2 separate regions of the Arabidopsis thaliana genome follow, and region 1 is linked to region 2. The links are chromatin contacts, called in public capture Hi-C maps. All regions are on one chromosome and are shown on one strand. The core of a region is the stretch at or near the end of the contact, and the rest is flanking DNA. Distances in the headings are between cores, read along the strand shown. Region 1 holds the start of AT5G37990 (S-adenosyl-L-methionine-dependent methyltransferase superfamily protein). Region 2 holds the start of AT5G37740 (Calcium-dependent lipid-binding (CaLB domain) family protein).

The links. Capture Hi-C pulls out chosen DNA fragments and counts their contacts.
Region 1: a contact with region 2 is called in a capture Hi-C map of shoot, with 2.3 times the contacts expected there. The contact joins the promoter of AT5G37990 here to the promoter of AT5G37740 in region 2. A contact is called at or near these places in 1 of 26 Hi-C or Micro-C datasets (root) and 1 of 3 other capture datasets (shoot).

The regions. Positions count from the first base shown.
Region 1 is chr5:15,133,245-15,136,824 of TAIR10.1, forward strand. AT5G37990 (S-adenosyl-L-methionine-dependent methyltransferase superfamily protein) reads right to left here and starts at 1,925. Exons shown (of 3, transcript NM_123158.4): 1 at 1,848-1,925; 2 at 1,067-1,744; 3 at 623-955. The coding sequence starts at 1,925. The coding sequence ends at 623.
Region 2 is chr5:14,990,220-14,993,748 of TAIR10.1, forward strand. It overlaps AT5G37740 (Calcium-dependent lipid-binding (CaLB domain) family protein), which reads left to right and starts at 1,661. Exons shown (of 3, transcript NM_123133.4): 1 at 1,661-2,039; 2 at 2,744-2,839; 3 at 2,913-3,529. The coding sequence starts at 1,929. The coding sequence ends at 3,212.

The DNA.
Region 1 (3,580 bases), core at 675-3,174, 140 kb after region 2:
ATGATAACTTAGCAACTTTTCTGGGTCATGGACTCAGGGATCAACCCGATTCTTCCGGGTTTACAAGATTATCAAGCCAGTTTTCGATTAATATTACTGCAGGTAAATTAATGGTATAGAATATAAAAATATTCGAGAGATAGATAGAGAAGTTACTTGTTAGATAAGTGATTTGTTCACATATTTGTATTCTCTTTTTTCGTCAAGACACATATTTCATATTTGTATTCTCTACATTAAAAAAACGAATTTTCATATCTTTATACTTTAAATTTATTGCTAACATGTATACAAGAATAGTAATGTTAATCACCAAAACTTTTGCCAAATCTCCAACTCCACCAAAAACCATAACCGCTCTTTTGGCCTTGTACAAATATAGTGATGTAATCCAAACCATAGACTATAAATCTAAAAATGTTTGAAAAGAAAGCTTCAAGATTTTTTCTTTGTTTCCAAATTTTTAGACATCAAGGATAGGTAAGAATTTATGAAACACGCACAATTGACCATTTTTATTGAATTTAAACATACACACACACACACAATAATTGACATGATTTATTTTTATGATGAAACAACATTGAGGATGACATAACTAGTTTTGTCATTATCTCCATTTTTATTTTCTTTTAAGCACGATAAAATAATTCACATACTTTTTACACCTTTTGAAATCAATTGGGTACTTGTTGAGCTTCTTAGCAAATCGATCGAATAGCTCATTGACCACACCATCTCCAAAGTGTTCTTCAATAATCGTATTGAGAATGGCTCGAAACATGGAAGTGATGAAGTCGTTGGTTAGTGGCTTATAATCCATAGGATGACTTATCTTCTCCATTGTCTCGATACTAAAGTTTTCATTTCGCTCTATTTCTGCCTTGAATTCACTAATATGCGGAATATATATGGGCAAACTGAACAGTTCGATCTTTTCCTTGGTCGTAATTCCCTACAAAGAATAAAGCAAGCAAACGGAAGATAAAGCATTGAAGCACAAAATATGATGCATGTTTGGAAAACTTAGAATATAAGAAAAAAGTCATGGAAATAAATTCCTTACCTGTTTAGCCATATCCATAAGACAATCTCCAATCATATCGATCACAACCCCTTGCCATGTCAAAGCCTTAGGGACACCATCGGGCAAGCATTGTCCTGATAGGATCATCAATCCGCCCGAAACAAGCTCTTCAGCTCTTGCCCCAAGAAAATCTCCCATGTCCTTTTTAAACTGGACCCGGTAAGCTTCAGTCACTTCCTCTACTAAATTATTACATTGAATGTAGCTTTTATTCAATGCCGGAGATTTCTTGTCGCAAACATGTTGGGGAACTGTAGAAAGCCAGTGGAGCGCATAGGTAATGTGACCGATATGGAGGCTATTTTTTGGTAATACTCTACCATGGAAAGATCCTGGAACTCCAACCGATAAATATGCTTGTTTGGAAGAGATAGGTTGGGTTCTAAAAAGTGTGTTAAAATCATTGTTTGGTTGATCATTGAAGCAAACTTGGAACTCGAGAGGAGCACCAATATAGGCATTGTTTTCTTTTAGGTTTTTTTGCTTCACCGTATCGATAATATTTTGGACTACTTCGAACGTGTTGGGTCCAATAGAACAACCAAAATCCGCAATTCTTAAGATATTTTCATCAGAATTACGGTTCAAGAGTTCGAGATCGAGGTTTTTTAGGATGGCTTCACTTGTCTTTTCTTTAGCGCCATCTATCGCTACTTTCTATATCACAAGTGATACAAACAATCTTAGCTATAGTATCGTAATTAGCTTTCAAATCATATAATATATAGAAAGAGATATTTGTTATATCATTGTTACTTACTTGATAAGAGGAATTGTGGATGTAACTGTGCGGACCATCACCACCGTTCATAGGAAACGATTGAGGAAATGTTGGCATTTCTCTTTGTTTTTCAACGACCCCCACGTGTTTCATCTCTCCATATGTTTGTCGCCTTAATTAAAATTAACATGTAAAGAAAAAGATGAATATGCATATGCCTGCTAAACAATAAACTGAAAATGACATTGAAAAAAAAAGAAAGAGAGAGAGAGGGAGAGTACAATATTCACATAATCCCAAAAGTATAAATCAAGAAAATAACCTGATGCCCACAATGCTGACTACTGGTGAAGCTATAGCAATAGCTGACGCATGACCCAAAAAGGCACTCAACATTGTTTCTTAGAGGCGAGAGAAAACAAACTTTAGGAGAATTGGTTATTGTTTTTGGGTATGAAGAATTGGAAGACAAGAAGTTTATATAAGGACTAAGAGAGGGAAGCGTGGGGGATAAAAAACTGGGGCCACCTCGTAATTTATATTAACGTCTAGTGTTAATAATCTATATATAACTCATTTTACAATTTCTATTAACATATAGTGTTAATTTTCTGTTGGAGTAATTTTCTCTTAAGATACTTTAGTTCAAGGATATCCTCCACATAGGTTCATACACGAACTACATTACTAGTTTTTAGAAGAGGTTCGGACGATCCGAAAGCTAAAAATTGTAGAATTTTCTTTGACAGGATTAGTAGTTCTATAAGAAGGTTTTACGTTTTTTCATTTAGCATAATCGACATCCAATACATATCTAGCTTCCTGCAAAAAAATTAGATGCATTAAACCAAAACCGGGACCAAGAAGCACTTATAAACTTTTTCTAAACCTCCTAGACAAAAGCTTTATAAAATATGCTTCGCGGGACGAGTATGATCAGCTTGACTGCTCTACATATACTCCATAATTATAGTGTCTTCGGGGAAACATAAGAGATATATTTGGGTGTGATTGGATGCATTAGTTGAAATAATTTTACCGAACCAGTTTTAACTATAACTCGCTTGGATTGGAGACCTTTGTTCATCAGCCTTCGATGTTCTCGATGCAGTTTTTGCTTTATAGAGTGTTGATGGCAGATCTCAAATCAATAAGAAATAATGCATCTATCCAAGCGAGTTAGTTTTGAAGTCTCAATTGAGATTTCATTTGTTGGTTGGAAACAATTATGTTTCCGGCAATTTCCTCCAATCATGGAGACGTTTTATTTATGGTTTGTCTTTCGATGCATTAGCTTCACTCAAGATGAATCTGTTATAAAGTTTGTTTCCGCTAGTCTCATTCACCGACGATAACTTTCCGTTTCCAAGGACACGGTCCGATGATGATGTCTTTTCTGTCCTCCGATCAGACTATTCATGTTATATGAGAAAGAAAACCATGGTCACTAACCCACAATGATGCCAAGGATGTTACAACAAAAAACATGATCCTTGAACTATTTTAAGCAGCATATCTCTGTGTTTGTTTAATTAAATTTATGCGAAAAACATTTGAAAGTTTCATCTATAAAATGTTAACATTTTACAAGTTTATGAAGAGAGTACTTAACATATTTTATGTGTTGCTTGTAAGGCTTCTGTGTGGAAAGTAAGATTACTTCCACCTATTCATCAAAATTGTGTTCAATTTTATTTATTTGATTCAATGGTTATATTTGAATGATTTTATGTAACATTTTTATAATATAATATAATATAATTGATTTGCTG
Region 2 (3,529 bases), core at 411-2,910:
TAAGCTTGGGTACTGTTTGGTCCGCAAAATGACGATTTCGCCTTCAAATTTGTTGATGATAATCCAATTCGTTTTTTCCGTCATGAGACCAACAACCCTCACCGTCTCCATCGACTGCAATTCTCTCCGTCGTGATAATCAAATTTGTTTATTAACACCGACTCTACATTCCATCAAAATCATTATTTTCGACTCCATCAATATCGTTTCCTTATGCTTCGATGATTCACACAACGTTTATACGACCAACCTTTTTCGATGAATCCAATAGAACTAATTAAACAAGTTTTGATGTAAGATATCTAAGCTCTAAGAGATGATGTTATAGAACCCAAATTCTCTAATTATAGATGCGGATCGAATCATCTTAACCGTAAAAGATAATGTCTAAAGAACTCAGAACAATCATGTATGCAATAACTGAAAAGTATATGATTGTGAATCATGAGCAAATCTTAAGTCATTTTCGTCAAAATTATATCTCAAGACCCAATTAAAATTTTAAAGAAGAAAAAATAATAAAGGCAAATTAATATTTTAGAAAAAACAAAAATATCCGTCTTTATAATCACTCGAGAATATGGCTAAATTCATAATAGACCATACTTTATTATGGTTTTTCTATAATTAATCCTAATTTTATTAGTTGCATGAAATTTTGGAAATCTTATAAAATACAATAACTTTTGGTCCATAATATATTGTAATATTGTGTATAGTTTTTTAGTCAATGATTGTTTCTAATTATACTGATTTATTACCAATTTACACTGCCACTTTTGGTTAGTTGCATGAAAATTTTGGAAGGCTAGAAAAAATAAATTTTCGCGCAACAAAATCATACTCCTTTGTTTATAGTTATGGTGATGGAAATCAAATACGTACCAGACCTTTGTTTATAGTTAAGGAAAAAAGAATTAAAGTCTTCAAACTCTAATTTGCTGGTCAAATCCAAATTTGGCGTGACATGTGCCCGTAATTAAAAATTAATTGCGTAATTAAATACTAACTTTCTAATTAGCTGCATCATCGAGACGAATAATTGAGTGTATTGGTCAATTGAATACGACAAAAATTATTTAAATAGTCGGTAAAATACCCATAGAAATTGACTAATCCGTCACCTCCCCCGGATAATACAGTTTTAACATTTGGTTTTCTAATTCAAACTAACATTTAAATTCCCTAAAAACCTTTACACGACCTATTGCCATCTAATCCAAAACTAAAAGTACTAGTTTTTTTTTTCTCAACTCAATTATAATAAATAAGAGGAAAAAACACCAAACAACAAAACAAAAACATATCATATAAAAAATCATAAATTTTTAAGAGGCAAAGTAGGTCAGAATTCTTATTAAAAAAAAAATTAACCAGCTAATGAATTAACATAACACTCTCTAAAAACGAGTAAGACAAATTTGGACAATACAATATTTTAAATTAAAAGAAAAAGAAACAAATGATTGTAAGAATTTGTAACTTTAGAAAAATATAGTACAACATCTTCAACCTCCACAATTTAATAAAAAGGATGAAGCATATGATTTAGAAAAATTATTAAAATTAGTTAGAATCTCTTCGGTTTCTCAACGTTTGTTTTGTATTTTTTGTGTTCCTCTATTATTATTTTTGTATTGTTCACTTAATTTCTTGTTTTCCAATAATCTATTTTGTTTTACATGTCTTTTTAGAAATGGTAAACAATTAAAGTAAAAAAGAGACAGAGGTGGCTCGAGGCAGAAAAGTCTACAATATATCCATCCTCGGAAAAATAAAGAAGATAAAATCAGTTCCGTATCTATATAAGAAAATAGACAAAAGTCACAAAACCTCATCAGAGCTGTCCGAATTCTCCAAGTCTCTCATCATCACACCCACTCCAACAAACTTTCTACGAGAGAAAAAAACAAAAAGAAAAACAAACAATGGAGAATCTTGTAGGTCTTCTTCGAATTCATGTGAAAAGAGGTGTGAATCTCGCCATTAGAGACATCTCAAGCAGTGATCCTTACATCGTCGTTCACTGCGGTAAACAGGTACCAAAAATTTATTCTCTTCCATTTTAGCCAATTCTGTTTTGCATCTTAGAATAAATCTGGTTATGCATCTAGTAGAATCTGATGCGTTTATTGAACTGTTGGTCGGTAGTAAAACTTTTATTATAAAAGAGATAAGATTATTGATGAGTCTATGTAGTGAAACTCAATGAGGTCTTTTATAATTTGACAGTGGATTATTGATTCTTTTTGTAGATCTCAAAACTAACTAGAAATTTGATTAAAAATTTGGTTATCAATAATGGATTGGAGGCAGTTTTTGAGGGTTGACATCACATATTTAGTTATACCTAATCTTTACAAGCTAAATGTGAAGTCTCTGACTTTTGATTTGGTATATGTCTGAATAGTACTAGTTATGAGTTGTCTTAACCTAATCCAAATTAATAACCAGTTAATACCTTCTCTGAATAGAGTTTGAGTTATATAGTTTATAATTTGCATACATGTAAATGAAGAAGTAGACTTTTGCTTCGTTTCATATTAGTGGGTCCTTTGCACATGAGATCTTTATGAACATTGGAATATTGGTGAAAAGCCATTGATTTTTTGATGTCAACATCAATCTCTTCTGGTTCCACCACGAAATATTTGTAACTTGTGTTGTCGCCTTTTGACTTACCTTAAGATCAATCAAAAGCATTTGCTAGTTCTTGAATCTTTTGTTTGTGATTGTGATACAGAAGTTGAAAACACGCGTGGTGAAACATAGTGTAAACCCCGAGTGGAACGACGACTTGACACTTTCCGTGACTGATCCGAATCTCCCGATTAAACTTGTAAGTAATCCTTACATTATATTGTAGCATGATAGCTGAACCAGAATGATAAGCGGTGGGAATTATGATGCAGACGGTTTATGACTATGACTTGCTCTCCGCGGATGACAAGATGGGAGAAGCCGAGTTCCACATTGGTCCATTTATTGAAGCTATTAAATTTGCCCATCAGCTCGGACCAGGACTTCCTAATGGGACCATAATAAAGAAGATAGAGCCGAGCAGAAAAAATTGTTTGTCTGAATCAAGCCACATTGTGTTGAACCAAGGCAAGATTGTCCAGAATATGTTCCTTAGACTCCAGCACGTGGAGTGTGGAGAGGTTGAGCTACAGCTCGAGTGGATCGATGTCCCGGGTTCAAGGGGTATTTAGGTCAAATCATATCGATCCGATCTTTATTAGTCCCTTGTGCATATGGTTAGAAACTAGAACTATGGTGCAGTTTAAAACTGGTCAATGAAAGAATCTCAAACTGGCTTGTGTAATAAACTCATTTCGTTTTTTTTTTCTCTTGTTTGATTCCAAAAAGTTTGCAATTCCATGAGGAGTAAGTGTAAACATTTGGATATCTACATAAATATCCTGTCTTATTAGCGTGAATTGTGTAGACTCAATGATCTTTCGCCTCTTCTTTGTGAACTATTAGGGATTCTGATAGTTCCAATTATGAGCTTAGGAACAATTGACAC